Linked DNA regions of Drosophila melanogaster: regions 1 and 3 are each linked to region 2. A link is a contact called in public Hi-C data. All regions are on one chromosome and are shown on one strand. The core of a region is the stretch at or near the end of the contact, and the rest is flanking DNA. Distances in the headings are between cores, read along the strand shown.

Evidence for each region. Hi-C and Micro-C count contacts between places; a contact is called where the count stands out from the background.
Region 1: a contact with region 2 is called in a Hi-C map of the Kc167 cell line, with 2.5 times the contacts expected there. A contact is called at or near these places in 4 of 107 Hi-C or Micro-C datasets (the Clone 8 cell line, the Kc167 cell line and the S2 cell line).
Region 3: a contact with region 2 is called in a Hi-C map of the Kc167 cell line, with 1.6 times the contacts expected there. A contact is called at or near these places in 7 of 107 Hi-C or Micro-C datasets (the D17-c3 cell line, the Kc167 cell line, the ML-DmBG3-c2 cell line and 1 more) and 1 of 7 datasets of targeted methods (the Kc167 cell line).

What each region holds. Positions count from the first base shown.
Region 1 is chr3R:14,480,380-14,485,075 of dm6, reverse strand. cv-c (crossveinless c) reads left to right here and starts at 3,363. Exons shown (of 16, transcript NM_001104318.2): 1 at 3,363-3,496; 2 at 4,164-4,434.
Region 2 is chr3R:14,053,689-14,058,245 of dm6, reverse strand. foxo (forkhead box, sub-group O) reads right to left here and starts at 1,301. Exons shown (of 11, transcript NM_206483.3): 1 at 818-1,301; 2 at 139-359.
Region 3 is chr3R:14,371,264-14,375,516 of dm6, reverse strand. NK7.1 (NK7.1,) reads left to right here and starts at 2,566. Exons shown (of 4, transcript NM_142100.3): 1 at 2,566-2,970. lncRNA:CR44943 (long non-coding RNA:CR44943) reads left to right here. Exons shown (of 1, transcript NR_125162.1): 1 at 1-118.

The DNA of each region.
Region 1 (4,696 bases), core at 2,114-4,613, 420 kb before region 2:
TTGTTAAAAATTATCTAAGTTGGTTTTTCGAATTTCTTAGCTTTCCTTTGTTTTATTCTTTGTTAGGACTTCCGCTTATTTTATTCAAATCTTATGTACAATATTTATTTTTTACTGGTGTATAGCACTGTATTTTGGGGTAGATATGATCCATATTTGCACAGCGCCTGCCTGAGTCACTCGTTAAGTCGACTCAGCGCGATGTGTCAGTTTATAGGCTGGCTGGCCTGCCGTCTGGCATTTGTAATTGAAGGACCCAAATGACTTATCTCAGACACCCGGCTCTGGGGTCCCCGCTTCCCGGTCAAAACAAACAGCACTTAAAATGTGTTTTCTTGTTTGCCCGCCATGTAACAAGTGGCTGGCAGGCGGAAGTGAACTAGCCAAGGATTCCAAAGGTAAAAGGCAAACACGCGCAGAGACGTGACTACCTGTGGATGGTGAATAGAGCCATAAATACGATCGTTTGTCATAGAACAAGGGTCCTATTCTGCGACTCCCTGGACTTCATGGACACTCCAGGTATCCGCCCATTAATCATGCAATTGTGGCTGCAACCGGCAGCAGATTTCGCGGCAAGGCTCATCAATAAATAATTTGCGGCCAATAGAAATGCAGTGCGTGGGGTGGCGCTTAGATTAATGAAGGCGTCGCGATTAGAATCAATTTGAATTAATGAACATTTATAGCGGCTTTTGGAGCTTGTTTGCATACAAACACGCGCAGCGGGTTGTTTCGGCCTGGCGAAAACAAAACAAATAAAAAAAAAAACGAACAATAAAAACAAAAGACTTAGGCAACGAACTTTGGGCGGCAACGGGTAGTGTTGAGATTTTGGCCAAAATGTTGGACCGCCCGGCTGGTCGACTTGCTTATTAATTTCACATGCCTTGGCCATAATGAAAGGCGATTTTATATGGCCCGGCCGCCTGCCGTCGTTTATAATCAAGTTAAATGCGCGCTCGTCCATAAAAACTCGACTTATCAGCCAAACGGCAAGGCCAACAAATGGCGCAAATGCATTTAGGGGTGTGCGGCAAAATAGGGGGGGGGGGTATTCCGCCCTATCTTCTGCCTATGCCACAAAATCTGCATATTGCACCGTTTGGAGACAGTGCGACCATTAACAGAATGATGTCGCTGAGTGAGTGCAAGAGCGAAGCGAGCATTGCCTTTTTTATGGCACTTTTCACTCGCTTCGGTTTCGGTTTGGTTTTAACTCGGTGCGGCGCATTGCATTATGGAAAATCCCATACAACTTTATTGGCCAGCTTCCCGCTGTGTGCAAATATATAACTCTGTTTATCGCATTTCATACGGCATTATTTATGCCAAAGTGAAAAGTACACGTACAGCGAGAAAATATAACAGGAAAACAACTGCTTTGTAAGTATACAAATTCAAAAGATTGCTTTAAAATTTATGTTTTTATATGATTATTAATAGCATAATAATGTTGAAGAAAAATATAATAATTGACTTCATATTCTAATTAGAGAAAGTGCTGGACTAGGTGCATTTTTTGCAGTGCACTGTCTAAGACAAATTTCACCCGATGCCATTGGCATTGAAAACTATTCAAAATATTTCCGAAAATATCTGCGTGGCATCTTTTTGTTTCTCAATATTTTTGCTTTTGATGTGTTTACCTTTCGTTGGAAATCAAGGGGGCCAGACGCTATCGATCAAGCATGCAGCACATCACACGGCATGGAGTTTCTGAATTGGAATCTGGAGTTCATGAAGGGACTGGGATTCATTCGGAGATTGGGGAGCTCCTCACACGCTCGCTTAGATTTCAACACAATGGGCAGTTTCGATTTCAAAGCCGGCAAGAGAACCCGAGCACGTAGATCGGGTCGGGAATGGTTATGGGTAAATGGGTATATCTCTCTGCGACGTTGATGCGCACCTTCGATAAGGATGAGACCGACCGGCGAACACACCTCAAAACGTTATGAAATGCGGAGGGAACGAGAAGAGAAAACGCAAGAGAAAAGCCAATAGAATGGAAAAATAAGGAGATGGCACAAAAACAGGAAAGAGTTGACACGGCTAATCCTGACGAATTGTTGTTAGCTGTCTTGGTTCATTCAACAATTTGGTCGGAACAAGAGTTCGTTCTCCTCCATAAGAATGATTTATAATTTCACGTGCTTTATTCTTGGACCTTACAAACGTCTTCGGTTTTAATATTTATTAACTAAGCACCACCAATTAGCTGCAACTAATTAACTGCCAGTTAGAGGTGTTTATATGATTTTTTTCCTCTTATCTTATACTCCTACAAATTATTAATGGTATTCAAAAGGCTCATTATGCCATTAACTTTATGGTTTTCAAACTGTGGTCATATCTGTATTTTTAACTAAATTACAGACTTGAAGGATTTTAAATTAAAAGTTTAGCTATCTAATTAGATAATTATTCATTTACACAAATCGTAGAACTCTGCTAACCGGTTATTGAGTATTTTATTGCACTTGAAACGTAAGTTGCTTTAAATCATGATTATATTATGATTAGTAATATATAATTTGTTCTTCTGACTAGGAACATTAGTTTTGTTTTAGTAGGTTACAAAAGTAAAGTGATTAAATAGTCCACAGCTCACTTGTGAGTTTTTCATTATCATTATATACAGTTAGTTTGTCTCGCTTTCGTTTTGGTTCACACAATTTTATGGGTGAAAAAGTGTTAAGCCAATGCAGGCGCTAATCAAATTGAGACAACGAAAGTGTTAAGTCGACTTCCAGGAATCGGGCTATTAAATGAGCGTTGGGCCATAAATCTGCAGATAAGACAATGCCCCACTGATAAGAACTAAGGGAGATGCCAGTCGATAAAGCCTGAAAGAGGCTGCACAAAGATGAGGCCCGGGTCATAAAATCAGAAACCCAAACACACTAAATAAGCCATAGAGAAGACTAACATGGGATTTTATCACCGCTTGTTAGTGTAAATTTACAAACACATTCGAATGGGTGTGTAAGAGCTACAAATACATCCATATGCTTGGAGTTTTTCCAACTGTTTTTACTTTCAATAAACAATTCTAGGGGATTTCCTCTCGAACTGCAACATGCTTGAGGTCGTTTGAGATCGCTCCGATCGGCTCGAATTGAGCTGTTGGCGCAGTTTGAGCGCAACATGTTGCTCTCTTCATAATTCTTGCTGTTAGCTCGCTCTGTTAACCGGTAATCGCGGGTCTCGCGCATGTTAACTCCATGTGAACAGCAAGCGAACGTTTTGAGTTCCCATAGAAATAGCGTCTGTTAACCGCTAAAACGCTGTATCTTAACATTTCCATTGAAAACAAAGCGGGTAAGCAGGGTGATCCAACCACGAGTTTGTTGGATACAACAGTTGGGTTTCCACCTCGACCGGGAAAAGTCGGGCAAATTTAAAGCGCTCCTCTGTTATTCAAATTTTTTAAAAACATACTGAATCCAAAAAACCGTTGTTTATTGGCAGTTCTCAGGTTTTTACGAAAAAGGTGAACATTGAATTTAGGATCCGAAAAAACGTGCGGGTCAAGAGATGTAAATATATTGCAAAATACTGCATCAAGTGTTAATAATCATTTTCAGAAACATAAGCTAAAAAACTGTGAGTGCGTGACATCGTGTGTTTTGGATACGTTTTATGAATGAGCGCGGGTGTGAACGAATTTTTCGGAGTCAACAACAAATAACGAACGCGATAAACAGAGGCACACTCACACAACCGCGATTAAAAAGGCACTCTCCATTAAACAATAAAGAAATCTCTTGTTTTTCGAAAAGCAAATAGAAAATACGAAAATGTAGCGCGGAAATTGCAGTGCCAAAGAAAACAAACGCATCGTTTGTTGGGCTTGAATTTCGCACGGTTTTAACACTTCCCATAATAAAAAATAAACATCTTTCGAAACCAGAAAAGTAAAAATAAAAACTGCGTGCAGAAAAATATATAAAATTAAATAGTGCATAAAAATCGGTTTTCTTTGCGGTTCGGTTCCGTTTTTGTTTATTTGTAGTGTGCGTGTGTTTCTGTTTCCCCCTTTCTATCTCTATCCCTGTCTCTTTCTCTGCCTCACCGCCCGTCTCTTTCTCTCTTTCGAGTAAGAGAACGCGTGCTTTTGTTTTCGATTACGTTTACTACATTTTTTGTACGCCCCATAGAAAAAAACATGACGAAATGTTGTTGTTGAAAACGAGAAATAAATACAAGTGATTCAGAAAAATAAAAAAATAAACGAAACAACGAAAATAAAAGAGAAATTACACATCTGATTTATACGAAAAGAAAAGTTCTGTGAAGCAATATACGAAAGTAAAATTCTATTTGGTGTTTATAGAATCTCCGATGGTGTTGTGAAATCAAAGAAATAAAGAAAACCCAAAGCTACAGATACTCTCTTCGCGAGCAGCAACCGCAAACGCATCTAAAAAGGTAAATAGAGCTTCGGGACCCCATGTCGCTTATCTTCGGGGTAGGATAAACAATCCATCCAGCTTATCTGCAGGTCCATAAAGATCTGCAGATCTCGAGAAATCCAGACGTCGCTTGTTTATGGGTGGCTTCGGGGCTTCCTAGAACGAAACGTCAGAGTTTTAGATACATCTTGTGATTGTCGCCGGGTTTGCCACTTACTTTCACTCCCCAAAATTTACCTGAGTTTCTCGGTTTTCTAGTCTTTGACTTTGTGGTACAA
Region 2 (4,557 bases), core at 52-2,551:
GCGTGACGAAACAAAATTTGACTTTTAGAATATTTCAATCAATTGCCGATTAGATTCGAATCGAATTTAGGAACTTAAAAAACATGACATTTTTCATTCAATCAAGTACACCTACTCGTAATTGTTAATAATATTTACCCGCCAAATGTTTGCAATGGGAAATAGCTGGCTAATTTGTTGCTCCTTGTTGATTGCGATTTAAAAAATTGTTGATTTTGCCGGTGGGATTTGTTGATCGCCGTTTGCTGTTGTTAACTGGCACTGTTTTACTTTATTTTCCTGGTTGCTTTGCACTTTTTTATGGGTTTGTTTTTTTTTTATGGGTAGTATATATGATTGTGTTGTTGTTTTGAGCGAAACTTGTGCGGATTTCTTGATTTTTAGTGGTTATTTAAATATATACATATATATTTTTTAGAATTCTGTTGGCATAATTTTCTGCTCACACACACACACACTCATTAAATGGGTTTCTTGTTGTTGCTGGGCGGCGGTTTTGCTTAAGCTAAAGACGATTGTAAAAACGGTAAATTAGAATATATATATAACAACAATCAAAATAAACAAATAAAAAGAGCGCGAAGAGAGCGGCGCGATTAAAGAGCGTAGTGTGTGTATGTGTGTGTGCCGAAGAAAGAGAGGGAGAGAGCGAAGAGAGCGATCACGTCACGTCATCAATTCATGCCAATTGGACGCACACACAACACTTAATTGGAATTCGTATGAGAATTCAATGAAAACCGTGCGGCGCAGTCGAAAAGTTGTTTAAAGTTCAAATGGGTAAAAAATTTTAATATAAACACGTTTCGGAGCTTACTCCAATTCGCTTTTTATTCGCCACTAGTGTGCGTAACGTATTTTATGTGCCATATAGTAGGTACATATGTATGTATTTGTATGTACAACGTGACTGCTACGAAGATCATCCAAGCATCGCTATTTAATACGTTTTGGAGCTTTTCTCTTATTTTATACGATTGTCGTATGTAAAAAACGAACGCGTTCCTTCTACGTTTCAGTTTTGAGTTCGGCACATTCACATGTTTTGAAAGCGAAACATATTTATTTTCCACTTTCTTGATTTGTTTCTACATTTGCGTTTTAGAATCAACGGTGTTCGGCCCCAAACGATTTGGGCCTCAAAAGATCACTGCGTTTTTTGCATTGGTTTATATTTGCTTTGCTTGAAGTTGAAAAGGAAAACGATGAACGATGAACGACCTCGTGGCTTTTAACCGCAAGCGAAAAAACACAGACTACTCGTTAACTGCTTTCTAGTTGGATGCGAACTGACAACTGAAACTGATTCGCCGTCGCCTTCGTAAAAGTGTTCGTTTCGGCGGCGCAAAAAGGCGGTCTGTGCGTGTGTGTGTGCGACCTATGTCCGCGTATGTGAGAGCTTGCTCTTAGCATCCACTCACGTTCCACAACCGCTCACTTCACCGCTTTTTTATGTTTGTGGCGCGCTTCGTCTCACACACTCTCACACACTTGGGGCCAAAAAATTAGTGGGGTATGCCAAATCGATATGTTTTATTTGAGTATTTTCTGCGTGAAATAAGAGAAGTTATAGCTATAGCTATAAATGCAATAGATATTTTAAATCTTAAAGCATACAAATTTCTCTCTTTAAGGGATATTAACCCCAACTAAATGATAATTCGTATAAAATAAAAAAGGAATTGTTTCAATACTTACAAATTTAATAATATAAAACTTAATCTATTTATTTTTAATAACGGGTGACTGTTTTAATGAAAAGAATAAAGTTCAGCTGCAGTGAAACATTTAAGACGTCATTGCATATTAATAACAATTTGAAAAGTATTCATTATAAAAAACATGTTATTCACTATTGAGGTGACCGCCTTTGTGCCCCCGTCAATATTAATAAATAAAAGCCATAGTTTACCTATTTTATACATTTGGAATTTAAATTGTTTCTTTTCATTTCGGTCGCGCTGCTCTGAACTCGAAATTCTCGACGATGGAGGAAAGGGAACGGCGGCGGTGGGTGGTGGTTGGGCGTTTTGGGTGGGGTGATGGGGCGGTCGGCATTGCTGATAAGGCAGCCGTTATCTCGCGATTGTCGCTCGCTCGTTCACTCAAGCTCTCTCTCTCCCTCCCTCTTTGAGGCTCCATTTCTCTCTTACGTTCATTGTCTCGTGATGCGATGGAAAATTTCCCGAAATTGCATTCTACTGATAATGCCAGCAATGCACATTTGTGCATATGAATATGGGACTCAGAAGTGCCCCGCATCTCTTGCAGTGTGCGAGCTTTTTGGGAGCATGTATTTTATGGTCAAAGTCCCCCGCATCCCCGACCACCGAAAAATAAGCCCCTCCCGGTGCCAGTTTTTTTTTTTTTTTTAATTTCATTTTTCGCCTAGGCCCGATATCTCTATACTTGTACACACGTTCGCGTCCATGAGAGTGTGTATCGGTGTTATTTTAATGTGCCTGCCACATAAATTCCGCAACATTACACGGCTAATGAAGTCTAGACGCTGAGGACGGAGAAACCAACAGTTTATGGATCATCCAAACTTAAAGACCGACCCGATGCGATCGTCTCGATCCCTCGAGAGGGGGGATTAGAAACGAGCCAAGGAGATGAGTTAAGGACTTTAGGGTGCATCTTGGCATATCTAGGATCTTAAAGATTTCAAATTTGCAGGCTTCATTGGGTAATTTTTTGTTAATTTGTAATTTTTCAGAATATTTTTATTGCTTAAAAAGCTCTTTTAGTTTTTTTTTGTTGTAAGATTATAGCTCTATTAAATAGGCCTCAAAGTCTGCAAAGTCCCGAGTTATGACAATAAAAGTTTGCATGTACATAGAGATTTTGGAATGCGAGAACAACAAGAAGATAAGTCCGCCAAAAGATACATATATATTTTAGAATGCTATTAAGTTGGCTTAAGAACGATAAGTAACACGTTGGTATAGGTAAGTTCCATCTGGAAGTGGGCTTATAAATCACTACTACCATTTAAATGAGCATGTAAATAGCATGTTAACTGGAGTATCAAATGAATTGAAGTTCTCAAGACTAATTTATGCGTTTGAATGATCAGATAAAAGTTAAAATCACTCGAGCAGTGTATCAATAGGCCGCCCACTTCCCATTCCATTCCATTGAAATTACACAGACGTTTCAGCTATCGCCAGCTAATACTTGATCATAATTGTCAGCGGCAAAAAAAAACAGAAAATATACAAAAATATGTATAGAGCGTTTCATTTGCGTTGGCGCGTGGCGAATGGCTAACTGTCGTCGCCGTCTCGGTCTCCGTCTCGTAATCACAACCAAATTTGACAAACTGGACACGCAAGGCACTAAACTCAGGTTTCAAACTGCGCGCCAAATCTCGAAAGGAGCTTTTCTGGGCGCCAGAGTGCCGAAAACGAAAGGGGTTCTTTCTACAAGCGACGCTCAAGTTTCAAAGGTCTCGAACTGCCTAAATGCTTGGCAAACTCTCTAGAACTAGATAGAACTAGATTTAGACCATTTTAAAAACTATTTAACTATAACTATTTAACTACATAAAAAAAGAACATTGTTTAACCGCAGCACATATCAAATAATTATTTAATTTCATTGCTATAAATGATAATCAGTTAAATACTCTGTAAATTACGTATACGCCCAGTTGTACAACCAGCTATCATCGTTATCAATACAGTTTATTAGATCTTAATAGCACTTAGTGAGTAGTGTGCAAAAAACATAAACGCCACCCTTTAGCAGGGCATTAGCACCAGATGCTCCGGCTAATTCGATCCAAAGTAAAGCCAGGCGATCCAAATCAAGTGGAGCCGATCCGGAGTGGCTCTACACACGCTTGGCCTTCAAAAAATTATAATTTCTGTTTTAATGTCTCGCCTGTGTTGGCATATCGTCGATGGATCGAAGGGGTTAATGGCAAGGGGGTGGTGGTATATTGCTATATTGGCATATTATAGCGGTCTCAAACTTGGACTCCAGTTGACTCGCCCGACGATTGTTTACCAGCAAAGACTGAGACAGTGTGTGTCTGTTTCATATGGAAATTTGAACACTGTTACTAACAATTTGTTAACTCAACCATTTTAGGCAGCCCTGCAAGTGTGAGATGGTGCGAGGGAGTAAGAAACACGATTGTTTTCCTAACTCGTTGGCAGCGATAGTAGAAATTGTGATTCCTAATTGATTTAGAAGTGGTTTATGCGCCAAAGAATACTAGATAATATATTTACTCAAATACATACATATACATATCAGTCACTATTAAAGCATTTCGCAATGGTGACCTAATACCGAACACCTCCCCAATAATCGCTTGATCAACTGTGGCCGAAACGGTATTTGCTGTGCCACTGCCACTTTGGCTAAAACGAGATTTTGTGACGTTGGTGTGTCGCTGTCGAAGTCGCACGCTGATGTTGATGGGGCGCTATCAAGACTCTAAAAGACACCCAACCAACATCAACTCTCGCTGGCAGGCGGAATTATGCTTATATGCTTATGTGCGCATGTGTTTGTCAAAAGCGAGCCCCCCTAATGTGGCCACAT
Region 3 (4,253 bases), core at 1,317-3,816, 320 kb before region 2:
CGATTTTAATGAGCGGGTTAACAGGGTTGAACAGATCCATTGTTCAAGCGATTTTGCATTCAAGTTGGGGAAATACGGACGAAGTTTGCCGACTAAGGGTTAACATAATTTGCCCAAGTTCAGTTGATTCTACAGTGAATATAACTATAATTGCTTTGGTATTGGGTAATAATGGTATATCGTTATTCAACAATTGTATTTTACATTTCATTTTCAGCTAATGAGCTAATACCTAAAAAAAAAAGATAAAGATACAGCAGACGAAGTGTCATAATTGGATTATTTACTGTACCTGAAAACTCAACTCTGCCATCAGCTCCAATTATGTCTAATAGGAATTCAAGCCTTCATCCTGCAATCAAATTAACGCCCTTTCTCCTGGAATGGAATTTAATTTGGCAAATACATTTAGCCATCGAGTCTGAGCCTTCATGCATTTTTCACACATTTTAAATGTCGCAAAGCGCATAAAAATTCCATAAATACGCTAATGAAACACATGGTCGAGGACACACGCAGACATCGTTGGCAAAAATGGTGAAAAAAAAGGGAAAAAATATGAAAAGGGAAGAGCCTGACAGCAAAAGCGAGCAAAAGAGTTAAAACGGAACAGGCCACCCAGGCAGGCAGCCAAAGGAGGGGTAAATTTTCCCACACCCGCGCCCCCTCGTCGTCACGGCAAATGCATTTCCATTTCATTTCCATTTATTTCAATTTCTTTTGCCATCGGTTTTTATTTTTTCGTTTTTGCTTTCTTCTGCTACATATACATTTATGGACAAACACAAAATCGGATACAATTTTTGCTGGGCGCCTGTGACTTTTGAATGCATTTACAGTAGCCAGAATAGCAGTGTAACGATAAATGTATCTGTTGTATCTTCATTGAAATCTGAAACTCAATCTGTATCTGCATTTGTATCTGACTTTGAGCCTGAGCCTGTCTGGAATATTTGGCTTTTATGCAACCATTTAGCAAACACATCATAAAAATTCAATTCAATTCTGTGTTTACGTCGACTCCAGATGATATTGCTTTTTAATTGCGGACACGAGCGGAAATTGCTTTCACAAACAGCCAAACACATTCGCATCAGAGGCACAAGCACCAGCACCAGCACCAGCATATTTGCAGCCAAATGGATACAAATGGGGGGGCAGGATCGGAATGGGGCCCATTGACATTTCGGTTTTGGGCTGGCTGTTGGGGAAAGAAGGCTGCAAATGGGGAAAGCCGAGGAAAACTAGCTGCGGAAGTGCGTTGATTGCAGGCCTTCTGGGATGAGGGAAACTCCATGTGCCATTTGCCTGACCTCAAAAACTTTGACCTTTTGCGCTGCAGTTTATTCTTGGGTTTTGTTTCGTTTTTAATTGCACCACATGCGCCATGCAATATACATTTGAAATCAAGCCCAGCGCACAAACACCCACTTGGACACTCAAAAAATATATGGAACATACAAGAATGGGTTTTTGATTTACCATCACTAAGTATATTAGTGTTCACAACTCATACAAGAATCGTATTTATACACTAAAATATATTATACTATTTTATAAAAATATCATAGTATCTTAGTACATTAAGTCAATTTTCTTAAAGTGCACATGAGCGAGCAGGCGCGCTCTCATTTAATATGAAAGTCACAGAATGTGAGCTAATTGAAAACACTTGCAATATTTATGAGCCGAGCAACATGTTGCCAAGCCACTTGACTCCAAAGCCCCTCACCGCACCGCAGGGAGAGCGAGAGAGAAAGAAATAGAGATGGAGAAAGATACATTGAGCTAGCCACATGTTGCCAAGCTAATAAAACAACAAAATGATTTTATTATAATGGATTTATAACGCAGGCCAAGAGCAAACAGGCTATTAGACAGAGATACAAGACTTCGTCGCAATCCCGTATCGTGAGAAAGAGAGACAGAAGGGAGACAAGGACGGGGATAGAGCAAAAGAGAGAGAGATGCACTTTTGAATTGAGACGCGAATGCGGCAGTCCATTAAGCGCAATGTTGTTGTCATCTTTTAATGCTTTTGTTGCCTATTTGCCTTATGCGACTTGACAGCTCCACTATCTTTTCTCTCAGTGCACAAAGAAAAAATGTGCACAACCACAGTTACGTTCAACATGAAATAAGCGGAATAAGGAAACAAGTTTGCAACCAATCTCTGCCCAGTAATTTATTATTTTTTAGGATTACCAAACCACATTTAAAAATGTCCAAATTTGAGAAGCAAAATATTTCCAGTGTACATCCGAGTGAGTTGAACGAGAGCGATTTCAGCTTGCGTGTGCGCATTTGCAGCGATGTTGCTGCCGTGTCTGCAGCATAAATGGGGCCCCCACAGCGTCTCCTTAAGTGGAGATATTTATAATAAGTTTATTTGCTTGTACTCTTTGTTTTTCTCTAGCCCAAGCAATGCAGCAGCAACATCAACAACAAAAGCGGCAGCAACGGGAACATTCACAGCGGTAGCAACATGCAACATGTTGCTGCCGTGGCGTCAATGTTGCCCAGCTTGTTTGCCGCTGTTGGGCATTCACATTCACAATCACATTCGCAGTTGTAAATTGACGTTTTGCGTTAACGACCGAAGCGCCTTGGTCGTCGGTTTCGGCTTAAATCCCAATCGCAACATCGCGTGTGTTTGTTTCGTGAACTCTTCGCCCAAAGTAAGGCACTTTTTTGTGTGTGCTAGCATCATCACCATCATCGCCATCATCAGCATCAGAATCGAGCTGCATCCTAGCCCGCACCCCATGCAACGCACAATTTGTTTTGCATTCAGCTCGAACATGACTTCATCAGTGCAGAGAAAAAACACCAAACCACTTTACAGTCTTAATGGATTATTTTCAATATGGAAGTCATAAACCTGCAATCAAAATAGTTATAGTAATTATTGAAGAACAAGTCTTCGTTCTTAATTAAGCACAAAATTACACTACCTGCGTCAAGAATTTGGTAAGTCCTAAACTAGTTTTTGAATAATTATCTTGATGAAAAATCAACACACGTTTTTAATGACGCATTTGTATATCAAATAAAAATCGATAAGGTACTCAGAATTTCTGTTTCCAAATATAAATACTTCTTGGGAAATCCATAAGCCATAATCAATCCATACCCCAAATTCTATATAAATTCTATATATATAGAAAGTAACTTACTTTATTAATAAGATTTAAAAAAAAAACTTACTGAATCGCAAGTTTCCGGGAATAGCCCCAAATACTTTAATCAAGGCAAATTAAATTATCATTATTTCAATTGAAATGTGTAGAACACGATTACTTCTCAGTTCTTAACTATACTGTCAGTTATCAACAAATAAAAGAATTCAGAGTAGCAATAAACTAAACCATAAAACACAATTCAATCGTTTTATTCGACGATGTCATTCAATAATTGCCTCATTCAAAATAGCGACAATATGATCTAACTTTCTCTCAGTGTAGTCGTGTTTATTTGAAGTGACTTCCACGACTCCCCGACTTTTTTTTTTTTTTTGCTTGTCGTGCTTCTATTCAAGTGTATCTAAATTGCTTCATCTTCGTCTTGTGCAGCAGCGGCAGCAGGCAACATCAGCATCTTGTTGATGTTATTTCTCGTTTCATATTTTCGCAGTTATTTTTAGTTCGCCGCCGCTGCCCTTTTCAATCCCTTTTCAGCGAATATCCAATTCAATTCAATTTGCAGCCCGTAGAATTTAAATGAGCAATCAGGGCACTCATAGTCCAGTCCATTGTTATTGTGGCTTCACTTCCCTAATGATGCTGGACTGAGCCGGAGCCCGAGCTTAAACTGTTGCTCTTGAGATCTTGAAATCTGAGGGGAGAGTTCATTCAGAGGCTTGGTTTTTCTCGGATTGCGGCAAATTTTCGTTGTTTGACTGTTTGACCACAATTGACGGCGGCATTAATCATTTCGCGAATATATAGAACGCTCGCGATAACCTAAAAATAAATATGGCAATCATGAGTAATTGGCCTTATCAATAGCATAACATCGCCCATTAATAATCGCACCCTTGTAGCTAATTGAGCTGTCGCCCCTCTTATAGCTTATAATTATTATTAATAAAATCGGAAAGCAAAAAAAAAAAAAAAAACTGAAAAAACTGAAAAAAAAAGAAAGAGGCACGCACACAATCTCACACTGCTGACTAACAACACAAATTGAATTACGACATTCCTGTAAAGACAATGAATGGCTTTTGTGTGTGCGGTGACCCAAAGCGACGTTCT